Linked DNA regions of Ovis aries: region 1 is linked to region 2. The links are chromatin contacts, called in public Hi-C maps. All regions are on one chromosome and are shown on one strand. Each heading gives the region's core, a stretch centred on a gene start, on an enhancer-like site or on the middle of the called end of the contact. The rest is flanking DNA. Distances are from core to core; before and after follow the strand shown.

Region 1 (4,968 bases), core at 2,113-4,612, 1.1 Mb after region 2:
CTCAAAATCCAAGGTCAGAATTTACATACTCTTCCTTAATGATGACTTGCTAGCTTTGGCTTGACTATGATGTAATCAACTGAAAACATTCCTTTATTGGGAATCTTTTGTCTTCTAGTCAATCTAGTTTGGCAGATCTTGTTATTCCTTAATATTTTTGAAACTATTAAACTAAACAATAAATGATCTTTCTGGGAAATGCTGCAGGGGAGGTGCTTCTGAAGGTGGATTTTTCATAGTTCTATTTCTGATAAATAATCAGGTTTTTTTCCCTTTAAATAATTACAGAGATTGTTCTATTGCTCAAATGACCATTTGGGACAGGGGTTTTCCTGTCTGCCTTCCTTCCCTTTAATTTCTATTTCTAATGAATGAAAGTAGGGTGAGAACTTACAGGGCTGGTTGTCATAATTGCTATTGCTAGGTGTGGACATTAGTCACAATAGTGATTTATGCAGGCTTTCAGGTTACCATATGGAAGTGCAGATCCAATGGGGAGAGAGAACGAGGTTCCCTTGTCCCATTCTGCCCTGCAGTGCCGAGGCATTATAGAGTAATCAACAGAAGCAAGTTGCTTTAGATTCAGACATTACCTGGATTCCCAATCTTTCAATCCATGATACTTGGGTAAGTGACACTTCTTTATAAGTCTCAGTGCCCATGTCTGCATAAGACAGTGGTAACCATCTGAAGGAGATCAGCCCTGGGATTTCTTTGGAAGGAATGATGCTAAAGCTGAAACTCCAGTACTTTGGCCACCTCATGCAAAGAGTTGACTCATTGGAAAAGACTCTGATGCTGGGAGGGATTGAGGGCAGGAGGAGAAGGGGATGACAGAGGATGAGATGGCTGGATGGCATCACTGACTCGATGGACGTGGATCTGAGTGAACTCCGGGAGTTGGTGATGGACAGGGAGGCCTGGCGTGCTGCGATTCATGGGGTCGCAAAGAGTCGGACATGACTAAGCGACTGAACTGAACTGAACTGAACCATCTCATGGAACAAAGTCTGTGTAAATGAGATGATGCTTATCAAGTGGTTAGCACAGAGCTGGGAGCATAATGAGTTCAATCAATGGCATCCATTACTATTACATCTCAAATAATGCCTGACTTCTGTGAATCTACTGGGGAAAAGGATTCAAAACCCTCTTGATATAGGGGTGTTAAATAGCTCAGTATTTGCTTCCAGTTCACAGGGTACCTCCTTGAAACTTTGCAAATGTGGAAAACAACATTATGGTAGGCCTGCCTTAGAGATGTGATCATTTCAGGGTTTCTCCATATCCTAAACATCCCAGTTTGTTTTTAATCCATTTTAGACACATTTAGGAATTCCTGGCAGGGGTCATGTTAATGACATTAAATAAACACAGGTTTTATAGCCAGAGACCTGGGTGAGCTTGGGATATTCATTAACATCTCAGAGCCTCCATATTCTCAGCTGCAAAGGAGGTATAAGACTTGCTTTGAAGCGTGGTCATGAGTATAAAAAAAGGAAAACAAGATTTCAATGTAAAAGGTTTCAGTTTAACAGTAGCAATAGAGGGGGAGACCCAGAAGGAAGAACCTATTATGTCTAAATTTTCTTTCTGGTAAATGTTCCTTCTATTCTCCTCAACCTCGTGGCACATGTTACCAGCATTTGGGGCAACTAATGAGTAGTCTGGGGAAGGCCATGACACCCCACTCCAGTACTCTTGCCTGGAAAATCCCATGGATGGAGGAGCCTGGTAGGCTGCAGTCCACGGGGTCGCAAAGAGTTGGACACGACTGAGCGACTTCACTTTCACTTTTCACTTTCATGCATTGGAGAAGGAAATGGCAACCCACTCCAGTGTTCTTGCCTGGAAAATCCCAGGGATGGGGAAGCCTGGTGGGCTGCCATCTATGGGGTCGCACAGAGTCAGACACGACTGAAGTGACTTAGCAGCAGCAGCAGCAGCAGCAATGAGTAGTTGGTAACTCTCCCTTAGGAGAGGACCACTGGATGACGCTGTATTGGTCTCAGCCACAGTAAACCTTTTGCCCAGAGAGAATGTAAAGTCTACTAGCAGAAAGCTGGTGCTCTCTTACTGGCCTTTATCAAGGACCTGATTCCCTTCAACAAAATGAGTAGTAGTTGTTGAAAAAAGCCTATGTGCATTTATGTAGTGAGAGGTGTTTTATGGGATGAGGTGAGTAATGAAAAAGTAATCATTACCATAATTTTATAACCTAGACATAAAGAAGTGGAGAAGGACCAGAGTTCTTAAATATTTGCCATTTAATATCTTCAGGCAAGTCAATATATTGTCTTATAAATCAGCAAGCAGTAGCCTGGGGTTAGAGGCTGGAAGGTTTAGAGGAGGAAGGAACCTTAGATGTCACATAACACTATCTGCCTTTCACAAAGAGGATCAAACACAGGACCACAGAGGGCCAGGGAACATGCCAAGGTTAGGCACTGCCACTTGTTTTGACTACCTCTAGAGAGATTCTTAGCTTCCCTGGTGGCTCAGATGGGAAAGAATCTTCCTGCAATGCAGAAGGCCTGGGTTCAATCCTGGGTCAGGAAGATCCCTTAGAGAGGGAAATGGCAACCCACTCTTGTATTCTTGCCTGGAGAATTCCATGGACAGAGGAGCCTGGCAGGCTACAGTCCATGGGGTTGCAAAGAGTCAGACATGACTGAGTGACTAACACACACACACACACACACACACACACACACACACACACACACACACATACACACTGCCTCTCTCTGGAAAGTGAGTTAAGAGTTACCAACCGAATTCTGAAATAAGGTCAGTTATAAAAGCCTGTGGTGGCCACCTTTTCTTTCATTATTTAGAAAAGGCTCATCTGAACTTGTTATCAGGAGACACAGACTGAGAGAAGGAACATATTTTTTCACATGTCAGGAAGCCAGGAGTCATAGAACATCCACATCTAGAGAAAGGTGAGATTAAAAAATCACTGTGAAATACAGACTGTTCACGAGCTGTTTCTGAAATGCAGGCTTTGTGAGAAAGAACCAAAGGCAACAGAGAGCACAATCCATAACCACGTGCTCTTGGTGTGGATGTGCTGGACGGAATGTCCATGTGGTTGGATCACAGAAATGATCCACTGGAAAGAAGGTTGCACTGTTTCTCAAAGGCAGACAGGGAGGAAAGCAACATTTGTTGAGCTTCCCTTAGCCCTGAAAGTGCTTACAAACAGCAAGGTCAGTATTTGAACCTAGGTTCAGCTAAGTTTAAAGTCCAGGTTATTTCCCAGCAAGCCAAAGAAATGTCCCAACTCCAGCCTCCTCCTGCAGTGTGGACAAGCAAGTATCTCTTCCAGCAGGTGATTATAGTTTCCACAGACGGGAATTGTGTACAGGGCTGAGGGGAAGGCCAGCAGCTGCAACGTGCTTGGCACAAAGGCTGGAACTGCAGGAACTATTCCAGACGAACTAGTCATCACAGCTGACTGGTAAGGGAAGTTGACTTTAGGGAATCAATATCTGCAAGCATCTTCATTGCACCATTATGTAGACAGACTAAACTGATTGGTTAAACTAATAGTTAAGATCAGACTTTGTTTTGGAACTTAAAAGTTTATTAAGATGAGAGAGAAGAAGCTTCCTGAAACACAGACTGTCAATAGTCAAGAGGGAGACTGTGGGAGTGGGAATTCCGCTTAAAATGGGAAACCAAATATTACAAGACTAAAATTTTGATGACTTATTATAGAAAGTAAAACCAAAATCCCATGTTATGAAAGTAATGAATTCATAGGTCATTCTTTAAAATAAAAACAGTCCAAACTTTATACCTAAACACTCTTCCATCTTGTAGAATCACTGAAAGATTCCAAGTGTTCTCTTTCATCTTCCCTCTTCTGAAAAAGGGCACACACTTTCACAAATACGTGCACTACGAGTCCAGAAGTGGACAGCATTGTGTTCTCACTGTCCAAGGCTACTTCATGGTGCTGGGCACACACAAATAGGCGTTTCTTTAAAATCAAAACACACACCAACCATCCACAGAAGGTTCCTTCTACCTGCTATCTCCTGGTCCACTGGCAAGACCTGAAGGAGAAACCTCTCTTCTTGGATTGAGACTCTGGAGCTCTTGTCCATCCTTCCATATTTTCAAGTAACTCCCCTCCACAGAGAATCATCTGATCAGGAAGGTTCACTGGCCATGTAAGAGGTGACATTTACCCATTGTAATATAGGTGGCTTGGGACTTAGTTCTCCTAAACGTCAGTGTCCTCATCTATAAAACTTGTTAAGATAAAGGCTCCTTCATAAGCCTAATCCTGCATATTATGTGGGAAAATATATAAAGCACTGAGCACATACTATGAGCCACAAAACATGTCCAGGGATGCTCAACATCTTGCTGTGCAGGCTCGCCTTCAAGCTACTAGGGTACCTTGACTTATAGCCTCTGGACTTAAGGGAAAGCTAAGTCTCTTCTGGAGAGAGTCCATGTGTCTTGTATTTCTATCCTGTGTAGGGAGAATTTAATTGCTTCTCAGTCTCCTACATGTTAAGTTGGTTGTTCCCTTCTGATTTCCAGCCCAGAATCTCTTGCATTAGCCTCTCTTCCCAAATTCTATTCAGGTCAGATTGCATGGTTGGTTTTGTCTTTTAGCACCTGCTATTAATTAATTCAAAATTTCCCAGGTTTTCTTTCAGCCCTTATTGTGTTTCCTCAGACACCTCTCTTAGAATGTATCTTTTGTCCCCAAACACCTGGGACCCATATCAATTCTATTTTCCACAGTTTCTTACTCTGAGCAACTGCACTGCACATAAATGAGCTTCTAAACATAAGTGAAAGGGAGGTTGAGATATGTATATACTAATTATTCATTCATTCTTCACAAATGACTTATTGGGCACCTCCTAGTATTTGGCGTTTTTAAATATCAGAAGACATGTCTCTTAATATAAAATAATTCCAGTCCTCAAGAAACTTAATCTG
Region 2 (5,067 bases), core at 766-3,265:
TGGCAGCATGAGGCACTGTTTGCATTTCAAGCAGAATCCTTCCTTTTTAGGCTATTGTACCTGCGTCTTTTTCCATTCATGCTGGGCACACGCACTAAGTGAAATGAGGTCTCATTTTTAGCCCCTGACATTGAGAACCCAGAGAGAAGGTGAAGAGATCATCAACCACCTGGGAAATAAAAGGACGAAAAACAAACAAACAAAAATTCAGTGAAGGAGGACATGAGTAGAGATGCAAGTTTCTTCTCCATGTATCTGAAAGTATGATTTTTTAGGGTCCTGTGCAATCTTACAAAAAACAAAAAACAAAAACACAACATCAGAGGAATTGAATTTCTAGAGAGTACTAGGATTCGGGCCAATGATACCCAATTATTAACCAGAAGTATTCTCTGAACATCTGAAAGGACATTTACCATTATACTCCTTGACACTTTCTCTAAGACCGTACGTTCAGGCACGTGACAACCTGTCTTGTTACCAAGATGAATGTGCCCAGAAAGTCTTCTAATTGTAAACAATTTATCTAAATTAGGAAGGTAGTTTACTGATTAGAATGCTGAAAAAGAGCAAGATGTCTGATTCAAGTGGGAAGTTTCAGCTTTGTGTTCAAATCTTGGCTCTTCCTGCTAGTTGAGCAATTTCAGGTGAGTCACTCAAAATTTCTGAGCCTCAATTTGCCTTTTAGAACGTGGGATCACAATCTCTACCTAGCAGATATGTTGAGAGTGTTAAAAGTGATTTCAAGTGTAAAGAGCCAAGAGTGCATCTTGCAAAATGCAAATACTCCAGTCAGGTCTGCCCCAGTAGTTTTTAATTTCTGTACTACAAATAAAATGGAGACTATCTCAGTACTATTTACAGAACTGGTAATTCCTGCAGCATTAATTGTTGTTGTTGATCAGTTGCAAAGTTAAGTCTGACTCTGCGACCTCATGGACTGCAGCAGGCCAGTCTTCCCATGTCCATCACAATCTCCTGGAGTTTGCTCAAATTTATGTTCATTGAGTCAGTGATGCTATCTAACCATCTCATGTTCTGCCACCCTCTTCTCCTTTTGCCTTCAGGCTTTCCAAGCATCATGGTCTTTTCTCGTGTTATTATTTCTTAATATTTAAGGAGATCAAATTAATTTTTTTTCTAGGTCTCGAAATTCTAGCTATAAAATAAGTAAGGTGTTCAGATATAATGTACAGTTTGAGAAATACAGTCAATAATATTGTATATTAACTTTATATGGTAACTGAAAGTCGTGTCCAACTCTTTGAGACCCCACCAACTCTTCAGTCCATGGGATGCTCTAGGCCAGAATACTACAGTGCGTAGCCTTTCCCTTCTCCAGGGGATCTTCCCAACACAGGGATCAAACCCAGGTCTCCCACATTACAGGCAGATTCTTCACCATCTGAGCCACAAGGGAAGTCCAAGAATACTGGAGTGGGTAACCTAGCCCTTCTCCAGGGGATCTTCCTGACTCAGGAATTGAACTGGGGGTCTTCTTCATTGCAGGCAGATTCTTTACCAACTGAGCTATCAGGGAAGCCCTCTTTGTAAGCTAATTGGATGGTAATTAGACTTACTGTGGTGACCATTTTGCAGTATATGAAAACATCAAATCACCCTGTTGTACAAGACCCCATGGACTGCAGCCTACCAGGCTCCTCTGCCCATGGGATTTTCCAGGCAAGAGTACTGGAGTGGGGTGCCATTGCCTTCTCCGTATATCTGAAACAAACCACTAATTCTTATACTTTTGAAAATTGACATCATTTTACTCGTATATTAGAAGAATGAAACCTAGGAAAGTCAAGTTACTGATTTGGGGGCATTGTAGAAAGAGCTAGGAGTCAAATTCAGCTCCATCCTGTCAAGCAAAACTGAGCTCTTCTTTTAATCTGAGTAATAATTAACTAAAGAGAAAAATAGCTTTGCCATTAATACTCTGTTAAACTGATAAAACAGTTACTTTTTGTTCAGCCCAGAACAAATAAGAGTTCTGTGTGTCTGAGTGGCGTGTTGCCACATCCTGATCCCCTTGCCAGCAGCGGCACCTCTATCTCAGCCTCAGTTCCTGAGATGATAGCTGCTCACAGTTGTCCCCTTCTCTGGAGAATTTCTCTCTTTAATCCCGTACTGCCTAGCCTGAGACGCTATGCCACCCCACGCTACCCTTTTACAACCCATGGCCAATGACAGACTGTTGTTATTTTGTCGCCAAGTCATGTCTGCCTCTTTGTGACCCTGTGTACTGCAGCCTGCCAGGCTCCTCTGCCCATGGGGTTTCCCAGGCAAGAATACTGGAGTGGGTTGCCATTTCCTTCTCCAGGGGAACTTCCTGACTCAGGGATCGAACCCGCGTCTGAGACCAACCAGGGATAAAAATGATAGAGCGCTTGCCTCAATGTGAGGTGAGATTTATGCTTCAGAGATCCAGTAGGATCTGGCTGGAGTATCTCCAGCTGCGTGTCTGTCCTAGTTTACCTCCTCCTCTGGCCTGTCCTGCTTCTCTCACTCCCTTCTCTTGAAGGCTGTTTGTTGATTAAATACCCCCATCTGAATTCCTGTCTCCAGTTCTGCTCCTAGGAAACCCAGTTTAAAACACTGAAGAAAGGAGTTTATTAATGATTAATTTCATATTTGAAAGAAATGGATTCAAAGAATCCATTAGGATTCAGTTTCAATGCCAGAGAAAAAGCATTTAAAACTGGGAATCCTAGAACAAGTTTAAAATCTTCTTGTCGTTTGAATAGACAAGTTGTAAAAAAAACCATGAATGCAAAATGTTAAAGCATTCCCATTACATTTATCCCAGATCCATAATGGCATAAAATTGGAATTTGCCATCTAAAATAGCCCATTAAATTTCTCAGTGTTTTTATGGTTTAGGGAAAATACTTTATATATCTCCTCCCTATCAATCCCAAAGACTGAAGCCTCAAATTTCCCAAGTTTTGAGAACACATTAGTGACTTTAAGTGGCCAGCAAGGGAACTTTTGATCAAACTCTTAAATAAAAGTGACAGGTATATCTGCCATCCTGATGTACACAAGTTTTCTGTTTTGGGGAGTATATGTGATTTACACATTATGTCAGCCTCTGCTGATATACTGTATAAGATTTCAGCACTCAAATATCTCTTTTATTGAAAGACTAAAATTAAAAATTGCTTAGAAAGCCACCCAAAGTCTTTAAGAATGAATATCTGAGATAATTCCAAAGAGGTATAGGATTTCAAAACTGTAAAAATTGAGAAAATTAAATAAGAGGAAATTAAGGTCTTAGTTTACTAACGTACATGATTTCCAACTTCTATGTTCTTTCATAAGTAGGTAAAACTAAGTTTAAAAAAAATGCTACCCTATAACCAAATATTCAGAATAGCTCATTGCTAAACACTGACCTAAAATGCTCTATTTTCCTATGTTCTTTTAACCACAGTATTTTGCAACTGCAACTAATGTTCTCATAAGATCTGCTGTCACAGTTCTTCGACAAATTCAGACAGACATTTGTACAAATAAGTTGTGAAGTTGCCAGTGAACCTGAAAATCATGTCTAAGAAGAAACCAACCCCAAACTCATAAAAGGCTGTGAGTGTGAATAACAGCATTAGCCCTAAGTGGGCACAGCGAGGTTGGTCAATACCGATGAAGGACACCTCAGGTCTTAAGACACTTGCCAAAGGGTGACCATACCGCCCTGTGTGCTCTGGAAAGTCCCTGGAATGTGTCTCCAACATTGTCAGCCATGCTCAGACAGCCTAAACTGATGAAGAGAAAAGCAGCAGAAGATAAGATAAACTGGCCCGTTCCTAATTTTGCTGTGGGAAAATCTTCCTTCTCTGGTTTTTGATAGTTGAAGAATTCAACAAATATCTTTTGTAAGACATCAGAGGGCAAAAAAGTTCATCCAAAGTGAAATGAATGGTTGGCTTCTCTTTTTCCAGTCTGTTCTTACTTCTTCAGTGAAGAGACTGGATTATTGCTGAAAAGAGTTGTGGGAGGAGAAACTCTTTTATAAACTGAAGGATTTTTGTATGATTTTCTGGTAGAAAATATCTGATCAGTTGTCGTCAGCCTCTGTATTTCTGCTGGCTAAATATTGTTTATCTTTTTGGAAGACTTTGGCAGGTTTTCTATCCTTAGGAAATGAGTCAGGAAACAACAGCGAGACTTCAAAGGAAAGCTCAGGGTTATCTTCTGATTTATGAAATGACTATTTCCATCACTTATCAGCACACTGAGTCCTTCCCGTGGAACTACAATCCTAGCATGTGAATAGAATGGGGGAACTTTTGGTTATCACAGTCATTATCAGAAACACCACTTCTGAAAGGTCCATACCAAAATGGTGGGAATCCTAAAAGCCACATGAGGTTCACCTGAATAATTAGTAAACATAAAATTTTGGAGATTGGGGAACAAGCTTTTTTCCTTTAATTTATGCTGTGTTACACTTTTGTCCAAATTAGGGCATTAATTCTCTCTCTGAAGTTCCTGTTGATTTTCCCCATTTCTTAATTCCCTTGCTCTTAATAACTAAGGATGAAGAATAGTGGGTCTCATTCTGGTTGTGCCTCTGTCTCGTTATCTGAGCTTGAGAAAGTTATAAGATGCCAATAGTCCTTAATTTTACCACCCCTTACATGGAAATCATAGGCCCAGAAAGCTCATAGTAAAAAAGATAAAAATAAAGTAGAAATCCAGATGCTGCCCCTAGAGATTCTGATGTAGGAGACCCTGGTCAGCTTGGAAAATAAATAGAAGTAAATATATATAAAGAGAAATAAAAATATAGAGAGCTGCCTTGATGACTTTGATCATGAACTAGTTTCAGGCACCACTGGACAATATTAGATAAGCTATGAGGATTTTCATAGACTTATGAATATTAAATATATTCTATGAGAAAAGAAAATTCTGATGTAAAATAATTTCCTCACTTCAAGGTTGCCAGTTCTTCAAATGGCAACTTCAGAATCATTCTGCATATCCTTGGTAATATTAAATAGCCACTCATCTCAATGAGAATTGAGAGACAAGAAAACAAAGGGAAAATAAAATCAA

Evidence for each region. A called contact is a pair of places that touch in the nucleus more often than the background predicts.
Region 1: a Hi-C map of liver shows a contact between it and region 2, with 5 times the contacts expected there. The contact joins two enhancer-like sites.

Annotation. Positions count from the first base shown.
Region 1 is chr3:128,817,684-128,822,651 of ARS-UI_Ramb_v3.0, forward strand. No RefSeq gene overlaps it. Among named protein-coding and RNA genes, the nearest start is that of PLEKHG7, 260 kb to the right of the region's middle. Within about 2 kb of position 3,363, at least 3 of the 54 cell types and tissues checked have an H3K27ac peak or open chromatin away from gene starts, as enhancers often do. A contact at or near this core is called in liver, where this site is marked.
Region 2 is chr3:127,751,311-127,756,377 of ARS-UI_Ramb_v3.0, forward strand. No RefSeq gene overlaps it. Among named protein-coding and RNA genes, the nearest start is that of TRNAW-CCA, 22 kb to the right of the region's middle. Within about 2 kb of position 2,016, at least 4 of the 54 cell types and tissues checked have an H3K27ac peak or open chromatin away from gene starts, as enhancers often do. A contact at or near this core is called in liver, where this site is marked.